Linked DNA regions of Sus scrofa: regions 1 and 3 are each linked to region 2. Evidence: chromatin contacts called from public Hi-C data. All regions are on one chromosome and are shown on one strand. Each heading gives the region's core, a stretch centred on a gene start, on an enhancer-like site or on the middle of the called end of the contact. The rest is flanking DNA. Distances are from core to core; before and after follow the strand shown.

Region 1 (3,177 bases), core at 248-2,747, 240 kb before region 2:
TAAACACATATAAAGCAAGAAGCAAATCAACATGACCCCCTACAGAGCTGGGAAAGAATATTAAGTAGTTACACTGCTAGCTTTAGAAGAAAAAAAATTGATCTTCACTCTCAAGCAGGCGTTCTCATCTTTGAGGATCTCTAGAGGATAATGTGTAGTGCAGATGCTCATTACATCTGGGAGGGATGTTGGAAAGGAGGGAGGGAAGAAGGAAGGAGGTGCAAAGAAACAAAATTTTATTTTTTTCTTGTCCTTCCTTTAGATACAAACTTTATTTCATCACGTGAAATTTTATTTCATTATGTGTAATAATCATTCACATTCCCCAGCTCTTACTACATGTCATGCTCTGTTCTTTAACAACTCTGCAGCAGGAATTAGTCATCCCACAGGGAAACAGAGAGGTGGAGACATTTGGCCAAAGTCACAGAGCTGGTTAAGTGGTGGAGCAGGACCTGGAGCCAAGTCCAGTCTGAGTCCAGACCACCCTACCTGGGAACCCGCGCCCCTACCCGCAGTGGTCTGTCACCTCTTCCACACCCATCTGAGGTTGAGCCTGGACAAAGGTGCCCTGCACCCTGGGGGAGACCCCACCTCCGGCTTTCAGCCCTGCCAGAGATTAGGGAGTCCCAGCGTTGGGAGGCAGCTCTGCACCTCGGGGCAAAGGTCCTGGGACAGTGGCCAGGGTCAAAAGAGCAGCAACCCTCCGGTGTACTCCTAGCCAGACTCCAGCCACATGCACCGTGTTGGTGGTAGTGTTGGCGCGGGCGGGGGCGGGGTGTTGGTTTGGGGTTGGCCCCACAGGCCCGCGAGGCAGGTTTTACCCGCGCGCTGTTTGGCTGGCTGCGGACTAGACCCTACCATTGATTGGATGTATCAGGGCTACAGGTTCCTGCTGATTGGCCGAGGAAGATGGCTGTCCTTTAGTTTAACACTGTCTATAGGCTGAAGATGAAATCCCCCTCCCCTTATAATTGGTTGGCGGGCTTGGCTGTGATCCAGTCATAAAATCAGTCGAGGGCTGCTGGGGAGGGTGGGAGTTAACCTCTTAGAGACCGCCGCCCGGCTTGGACGCTTTACATCTGCGGTGCCCGGCTGCTTCCCCACATTTTGGCCTACAGCCCCGGGGCACTGTGGCTTATTCTCCCAGGGCTTACTTTCTCCCGTGGTTCCAACAGCCGAGGCCTGTAGGTCCCTCGAGAGGGGTGGTTGCGGACCTCAATTTCCCTTTTCTCCCCTCTCCAGGGCAGAATCCAGTAGGCAATGGTCACAGGTGGAGTCATTAGTTCTCCGAAAGCGGAAGTCCCCGGCCTCAGTTTCCCCAATTGCACTATGAGCTCTGCGTTACACCCCATTCCCACGGAAGGTGGCCTCAGGCCTCAGTCTCCAGAATAGTCCCAGAGGGCTGAGCCCCCACCTCCTTTTCCCTCCTGCGCAGGCCGGAGGCCTGTTTCTTGGTTCGCTCCAGCAGGCCGAGCCCCCGCCCGCCCACTGGAAGCGGCCAATGGCTGGGGCGCTCCCCCCTCGGGGCGGAGTTGCGTCACGTGCGGGGAAGAAAGAGCCGGAGGCACACAGGGCGTGGGGCGGAGCGGCCATGGCAGGTACGGCGAACCTTGAGGGGGTCCAGCGAGGCGCCAGGCTGGGGGGCTGGACCGTGGACCGGCTCGGGGCGCGCGGCCCCTCTGCAGCCTGTTGCTGCCTGCAGCTCCGGAGTCGCTGTCCCCGGCGGGCGGCGCGGGCGAGGAGGCGCCGGATGACGACGAGGACGAGGCGGAGGCCGAGGACCCCGAACGTCCAGGGGCAGTCGGCGGCGCGCGCAGTGGCGGCGGCGGCGGGGCCGGGGCGGGGAGCTGCGGCGGGCCCGGGAGCGCGTTCACTAGGCGCGCGGTCACGCTGCGCGTGCTCCTCAAAGACGGACTGCTGGAGCCCGGCTCCGGGGTGCTGTCCATCTACTACCTGGTGAGCGCTCCCCAGCCCCAGCCCATCCTAGCTGGGGCCAAAAGGGGAAACCGGACTCCAGAGTGCTCCTTTGCTACAGGCCAAGCCGCAGCGTGGGGAGGGGAAACTGAGGCACGGAGCATCCTGACCTTCTTGGGCAGGAGGACATTGTTTACCAAACACCCAGTTCCACAAAGGAGAAACGCAGGCTCAGAGAGGGCACTAGTGCTTTCCTGGCTGTGTGATCTCGCTCAGCCTCCTCAAGTCCTAGTTTCCCCATCTGTAAAACGGGATTTTTTCCCTCCCACGTGGTCGTATGAGGATTCAGTGAATAAAGTGCTCAGCAGTATGCCTGCTACACAGTAAGTGCTTTATAAGTGTTTGCTGTTATTACTGTTGTTATTAATATAGTTTTGCTCTTTGTGAGTGGGAGCAATTTGTGAATTGAGCACCTGTTGTGTGCCAGGCTGTGTTGGGCATTAGGGACACAGCAGAGAGCAATACAGACCCTGTTCTGTCCTTTGTGGCTCACAGTCCAGTGAAGGGAGTGGAGGACAGACACATAACTGGAAGTTTCAATCCAGGCTGAACAGGACTAGACCATGGATATCTAGGTATTGGGAGGCACCTAAGCTAAAAGGCTTTGTGGAAGAAAGTGGGAAGTAGGTGCCAAACTCTGGGAGAGTTAGGGAGGATTTTCTGGAGGAGGGGTCTTGATGGGTATCAGCTCCTGGGCCCAGCCAGCCCACTCTCACTGCAGGGGAAGAAGTTCGTGGGAGACCTGCAGCCCGATGGGAGGATTGTGTGGCAGGAAACAGGGCAGGTGTTCAACTCACCCAGTGCCTGGGCCACCCATTGCAAGAAGCTGGTGAACCCAGCCAAGAAGTCCGGCTGTGGCTGGGCCTCCGTCAAGTACAAGGGCCAGAAACTGGACAAGTACAAGGCTGCCTGGCTCCGGCGAAACCAGTTCCATGTGCCTGCAGTTGCTGCCGATGAGGTGCGTCTTTTAGCCTCCCTGACTCACTGCTGCATAAAGAGTGCCCCGAGACAGAGTACTGGAGCTGGGGCCTTGAGGGATGAATAAGAGTTTGTCAAAGCAAGATGAAGGGAAGAGCTTTCCAGAGGGGGGAATGGCATATGCAAAGCCATGTAGGCATGAAGCAACACATACTGCTTAAGGAACCATTATTGCCTGAGATAGCTGAAGAAGCAGATGCCTTGGTATCTGAGAGAGCTGGA
Region 2 (3,044 bases), core at 53-2,552:
CTAGTCAGATTTGTTAACCACTGCACCACGACGGGAGCTCCTGGATTCTTAAGCCACTGACAGAGGCCAGGGACTGAATCTGCATCCTCATGGATGCCAGTTGGGTTCTTAACCTGCTGAGCCACAAAGGGAACTCCCCTCAGTTACCTGCTTTTGTTTGTTTGTTTGTTTGTTTGTCTTTTTGGCTGCACCTGTGGCATACAGAGGTTCCCAGAATAGGAGTCAAAAGGGACCTTTAGCCACTGGCCTACACCACAGCCAGAGCAACGTCAGATATGAGTCTCGTCTGTGACCTACACCACAGCTCACAGCAATGCTGGATTCTTAACCCACTGAATGAGGCCAGGGGTTGAACCTGAGTCCTCATGGATGCTAGTCAGATTCATTTCCTCTGAGCCATGACGGGAACTCCCAGTCACCCGCTTTGGGAAAAAAAAAGGAAAAAGAAGAAGGGATAAAGAGACACTTCATTACTTTTTGTTTCATGAGGTCTGTCCCAGGGTTGTGTGTAGGACTGGACTCGACATACATTGGTTGTCCAGCCTGCTCTGGCCCCCCCTGGTCCTAGCCACAACTGGGACCCAGCGCTAGGGCTGCAGGGAGGAAATGGAGCAGCATGGGAGCTGGGAGCCGCTCCAGGGCCCAGTTCCCAGGACTCACAGCTGCATCCTCCGGGGACCCCAGCTGGCCCCACCGCCCTACCCTGGCGGCTGCCAGTAGGCTCCAGCATATCTCGGTGGCTCATTCCCACTGAAATAAGAGGCTGAATCTGGGCGTCCCCTGGTGGAGTCTCTAGGGTCCGTCCACGCAGCAACTGCCTCAAACTTCATCCAGATCATTTATCTGCAACCCAGAAAGATTTATCTTCAACCTCAGGTCAGATTCAGGAATATGCATTTTAAAGGGGCTCCCAGGTCCTTCTGATATAAAAGGTTCCCCGGGGCCATACTTTAAACTTAGTCGGGGATGGGGTGGGAGGAAGAAGGGACTTTCCAAGGGTCGCGTGGCTGTTCAGTTTATTTTAGCTCTCTTTCTCTCCCTGACCCCCTATCTCTCTCTGTTTTTGACTCTTAAGTCTCCTTCCTCTTCTTTCTTTGACTGGGCTCAGGATTAGCCTGGCCCCCGGCATCCGGCCTTCTTCGTGATTCCGGAGGAATTCCCCCCACCAGTCCCGAGCCCAGCCGCCTGGCCCTACCCCTCCCGCGCAGCGACCTGCTCCCACTGGACTCTTCGTACACCGCCCGCACTACCATTGGCTGAGCCCACGTTTCCCCGGATCCGGCCCGGCCCCTCTTTGGTCCTCTCCGCGCGGGTGGGGCGGGGGCGGGGGCCGCCCAGAGGGGGGCGGGGCCAAGCTTCCTGCCCCGCCCCGCCGAGCCCCAGTCTTCAGGCACGAGTCTCGCGGCTACAGAAACGGCCCCTCGGAGGCGGCCGAACAGAGCCCCGACGGTCGGACCGACGACAGGGTCCCAGAGAGCAGGTGAGCGAGAGGTGCCAGGGCACCCCCATCTGGGAGAATCTCGGGGGCCACTTGTCTTCTCTGTTTCTCTCCCCCCCATGCTCCTGCACCCCCCTTTCTAACTGTATTCCTGCCTCAGTTTCCCTCCCCATTTCTCCCTTTCCTGCTGTCTCTGTCACTCTCTTGCTGTGTGGGCTAGGCGGTAGCAGACCGGGTCTGAACTGACCCCCACGGCATGGGGTGGTGCTCTGGGACCAGCACCCTCCTCCCCCCAACACGAGGACTCTGATGGACTCTGCCCCTTTCACAGTGCAGGGCACCAGGTGCTAGGGCTAGATTCCAGAGCTAGGAGGGCATTCCAGGTGGTGGGCAGCCAGGCCAAAGGCGTGGAGGTGACAATGAGTGGGACTTCCGGCTGGTCCTGGCAGCTGAGAGCCAGGGTCAGACCCACCCGAACTGGCCACCTTGGAGCTCCCCAATGGCCTGAAGCCATGGCCTTAGTTTTGCCAGCTGTGAATTGGGACCTTCATCACTGAGGTAACTGGCAGTTGACCTGACCCAGATCTGCATGCATCACCACCTCCTCTATTCCGGGGGGCCTGCCTGGAGGAGGGCAGCCCTGCCTGTAAACAGGCCTCTGTTACTTCCTGAGCAGGGGGGAGAGGTGAATGCCCTGGGGTGCTACAGCCAGGGCCAGGGTAGTTTAGCCCAGTGGTTGGGGAGCTCAGACTTTGGAATGAGACAAACCTGGGTCTGCTCTGCCATTTTCACGATGGTACCTTGAACAAGTGATTCGAACCTCCCAGCCTCAGTTTCCTGTCGGAGGGACATAACTCCCGAGGGGTAAGGGCAGCTTCCAGGATTAACTGCAGGAATGTGGACCTGCATGTCTCCTCCTGGCCCCCACCTCCTCCAGCTTTCCCCCTCACCCCACTCTGCTCCAGCCATACCAGCCTCCACATTCCACCAATACACCAGGCACAGTCCTGCCTCAGGGCCTTTGCGTGGGCTGTTTCCTCTATCGCCATGCCAGGTGCACAGGCGCCAACTTTAAAACACAACAGGTTGTCTACATGGGCCGGGCCAAGGGACTGGCAAGGCTAGGGCTGGGCATCTGGGAGGGGCCGAGGAAGGGCAGGCCCAGGGACGCTGTACCTATGGAAACCAGAACAAAGAGCTGTCACCCCAGCCATACAAACACCTGGGCTGAGCTTCTCTTGGCAGCCTTGGTGGCCTGGGACGCCGGTTGTGGGTGAGTGCCCAGACCACTGCAGGGGCAGGTTGGGGGCCCAAACCCCACTTGGATGGGAGGTAGGTGGTCCCTAAGCAAAGAGACCAGTCAAGTAGGTACAGACTGGAGGCCCCACAGTTTCCTCTCCCACTGTGTGGCCTTGGGCAGGTCAGGTGAGGCCTGGGCAGGTGAGGGACCTTTTGGATGCTTGGTGATCCAATGTGGTAGGTTCAGGAGGACTCAGTGTCCCCTGACTGTTAACTTGGGCCACAAGAGGGTACGTAGGACAAAACTCGAGCTATTGTCATGGAAACAGCCCCAGAGGCAGATGTTGCATAATTGACTCATGCTGGT
Region 3 (2,961 bases), core at 439-2,938, 200 kb after region 2:
TGTGAGAAGTGAGAGGGAGGGAGGGGGTGTATGGAGCCTGGGGGCCGCATGAGGATGGAGTTTTTAGGAGGAGGGGGTCTGGCCTGGTCAGAAGGCTCTGAGAGAGGGAGGAGGATAGAGAAGGGACCACTGGGCTCAAAGTTAGGGATAGCATTGACCAGGAGGGGGCTGAGGAGTCGCTAATGGGAGGGGGATGAGAGGATGAGTATCCCTGAGGACTTTGTAAATTCCATCCTGGGAGTTCCCATTGTGGCTCATCAGGTTAAGAACCCAACTAGTATCCATGAGGATGTAGTTTTTTCGTTTGTTTGTTTTTTATGGCCACGCCCGGGGCATATGGAGGTTCCCAGGCTGGGGGTCGAATCAGCTACAGCTGCCAGCCTGCACCACAGCCACAGCAATGCCAGATCTGAGTCACGTCTGCGACCTACACCACAGCTCACCGACACGCCGGATCCTTAACCCACTGAGAGAGGCCAGGGATGGAACCTGCAACCTCATGGTTCCTAGTTGGTTTCCTTTTGGCTGCACCACAACGGGAACTCCGAGGATGCGGTTTTGATGCCTGGCCTTGCTCAGTGGATTAAGGATCTGGCATTGCCCTGAGCTGTGGTGTAGATCACAGACGTGGTTCAGATTCTGAGTTGCTGTGGCTGTGGTACAGGTCGGGAGCTGTAGCTCTGATTCAATCCCTGGCCTGGGAACTTCCATATGCCACAGGTACAGCCCTTAGAAAAAAATTTTTTTTTCATTCGGGAACAAACCCTTCAGGAAAAACCTCACCCTGGCCCCCTCAGGGCTGACCCTACCTTCCAGAAGCCCCTTTATTTGCAGAGGCAGAGGAGGCAGGGGGTGGGGGTTGCTGGCTGTGCAGCCAGCAGAAACTTCCTCCTTCTAGCCCCACTGGACTTTCTGTTTCCCGAGAAGCCCCGCCTGGCCAGGGTCTGGGTCATGGTAACTCTGATCTTCAGTGTCAGAGCAATTCCTGGCAAAGACCCAGCACAGTGCCAGACCCTGACAGGAAGCAGATACTTTTAGAAGAAGCAAAAGAAACAGACACTCACTGACTCAGCAGCAGCCATCTGCAAACTTTCACACCAGCACCCAGGTGAGCAACTCCACCCATGTGTATATTTGTTCATTGATCTCACCCACCTGAGACCCTGAGCACACCTCCACCCCCAGGAATGATGCAACTGGAAAATAAGAATAAAAGTAAGGTATCTCATATTTTCCTTCTGCTGTGTAGTTGATTGCCTAATTCCTAGGCAGCCCACTGCTCTAGGCTAGAGACAGGACTAGGGGCATTTCTCATACGCCAGGTCCTAGTGGCATCTGCGACCTACACCACAGCTCACAGCAACACTGTATCCTTAACCCCCTGAGCGAGGCCAGGGATCGAATCCACAACCTCATGGTTCCTAGTCAGATTTGTTAACCACTGAGCCACAACAGGAATGCCGAGAAGAGCAATTTAAAACGGATTTTAAATAGGCTCTTCAGAGAAGATTCCACCCAGAAAGTGACATTTGAGCAGAATCCTGAAAGGAGTGAGAGGAGTGAGCTATGGCAGTATCAGGAGGAAAGACGCACCAGGCAGTGGGCAGGGGCCATGCAAAGGTCCTGGGGCAGGACTGTTCCTGGTGTGTTGGAGGAACAGAGAGGAATGCCTGTGTGGCTGGAGCAGAGGAGGAAACAACAAGTGAGGGAGGGGACAGTGGCAGGTTCTGTAGGGCCCTGTGGGTTCCTGGGAAGGACTTGGGATTTTACCTGGAGGGCTGTGGGCAGAGGAGGGGTTGGCCGGACTCAGGTGCTCACAAGAGCCCTCTAATGGCTGGTAGGGCAGACTGTGGGGTTGGAGGAGCGGCTGGACAGGCTACAGATCAGTCACACTAGTGTCTCTAGGTGATTGGGGAGGGAGAGGGACAACTTTATCCGGATCCTTCTATGGTGCCTTTTGAATTTTGAACCATGGCAATCTATTTTCTGTTCAGTAACTTTATCTTAATTTTATGTATTTATTTTGCTTTTTAGAGCCACACCCCGGCACATGGAAGTTCCCAGGTGAGGGGTCTAATTGGAGCTGTAGCTGCTGGCCTAGCCACAGCCACAGCGATGCTGGATTCAAGCCGCTTCTGTGATCTACACCACAGCTCGTGGCAAGGCCGGATTCCCAACCCACTGAATGAGGCAGGGATCGAACCCGCATCTTCATGGATACTATTTGGATCCGTTTTCGCTGCACCACAACCGGAACTCCCGGAAAATAACTCTAAATATGCCTCTGTTGATAGTGCATTTGTGTGCAGTGCTACAATGATTGTTGGGGAGGCCAGGCAGGTGATATGTGGGGGTCTGTCACCTCTTCTGTGTCTCCCGCAGCAGTGGAACAACCAGACTGCACTGGAGAATCAGATTTTGGAGATTCAAACACAACGCCTCCCTAGTTCTACCCAGGCCAAGCTGCAGCCGAGCATGCGCCGTGCGACTCTGGGCACAGCACTGCCCGCTAAGCAGAGAAAATTTCTAAAAGATCGAATCATCTCAGACATCATTCTAAGCAGGAATGATGCTTACAGAGGTATACCTACTGACCCCTGTAAATAAAACCTCTGTTATTATTCAAGTTTCAGGGTTTTTTTTTTTTTTTTTCTTTTTTTGCTGGTCTAAGACACATGGAGTTCCCTGCCCGAGCCACAGTTACGACCTACACCACAGCTCCTGCAAGCTGGATTTTTTAACCCCCTGTGCAAGCTGCTATCGAACCAGTGTCATGGCACTGCAGAGATGCCTCAGATCCTGTTGGGCCACAGTGGGGACTCCCCTCCATTTTTCTTTAAAGCTGTTGACTTCTTTAAAGTTGCCTGGAGGACACATGTGACTTCTTCCCCAGGAAACACCCCAGGCCCACAGGACATTGATGTGGGAGGGTATCTGGGAAAGTGGTGGCCACCAGGGGGC

Evidence for each region. A called contact is a pair of places that touch in the nucleus more often than the background predicts.
Region 1: a contact with region 2 is called in a Hi-C map of embryonic fibroblasts, with 2.3 times the contacts expected there. The contact joins the promoter of MPND here to the promoter of TNFAIP8L1 in region 2. A contact is called at or near these places in 3 of 47 Hi-C or Micro-C datasets (embryonic fibroblasts, heart right ventricle and liver).
Region 3: a Hi-C map of retroperitoneal adipose tissue shows a contact between it and region 2, with 13 times the contacts expected there. The contact joins the enhancer-like site here to the promoter of TNFAIP8L1 in region 2. A contact is called at or near these places in 4 of 47 Hi-C or Micro-C datasets (mesenteric adipose tissue, omental adipose tissue, retroperitoneal adipose tissue and 1 more).

The regions. Positions count from the first base shown.
Region 1 is chr2:74,454,248-74,457,424 of Sscrofa11.1, reverse strand. It overlaps MPND (MPN domain-containing protein), which reads left to right and starts at 1,497. Exons shown (of 12, transcript XM_021084063.1): 1 at 1,497-1,601; 2 at 1,706-1,959; 3 at 2,699-2,935. The coding sequence starts at 1,505.
Region 2 is chr2:74,219,069-74,222,112 of Sscrofa11.1, reverse strand. TNFAIP8L1 (tumor necrosis factor alpha-induced protein 8-like protein 1) reads left to right here and starts at 1,302. Exons shown (of 2, transcript XM_021084049.1): 1 at 1,302-1,480.
Region 3 is chr2:74,024,453-74,027,413 of Sscrofa11.1, reverse strand. No RefSeq gene overlaps it. Among named protein-coding and RNA genes, the nearest start is that of FEM1A, 19 kb to the left of the region's middle. Within about 2 kb of position 1,688, at least 16 of the 83 cell types and tissues checked have an H3K27ac peak or open chromatin away from gene starts, as enhancers often do. A contact at or near this core is called in retroperitoneal adipose tissue, where this site is marked.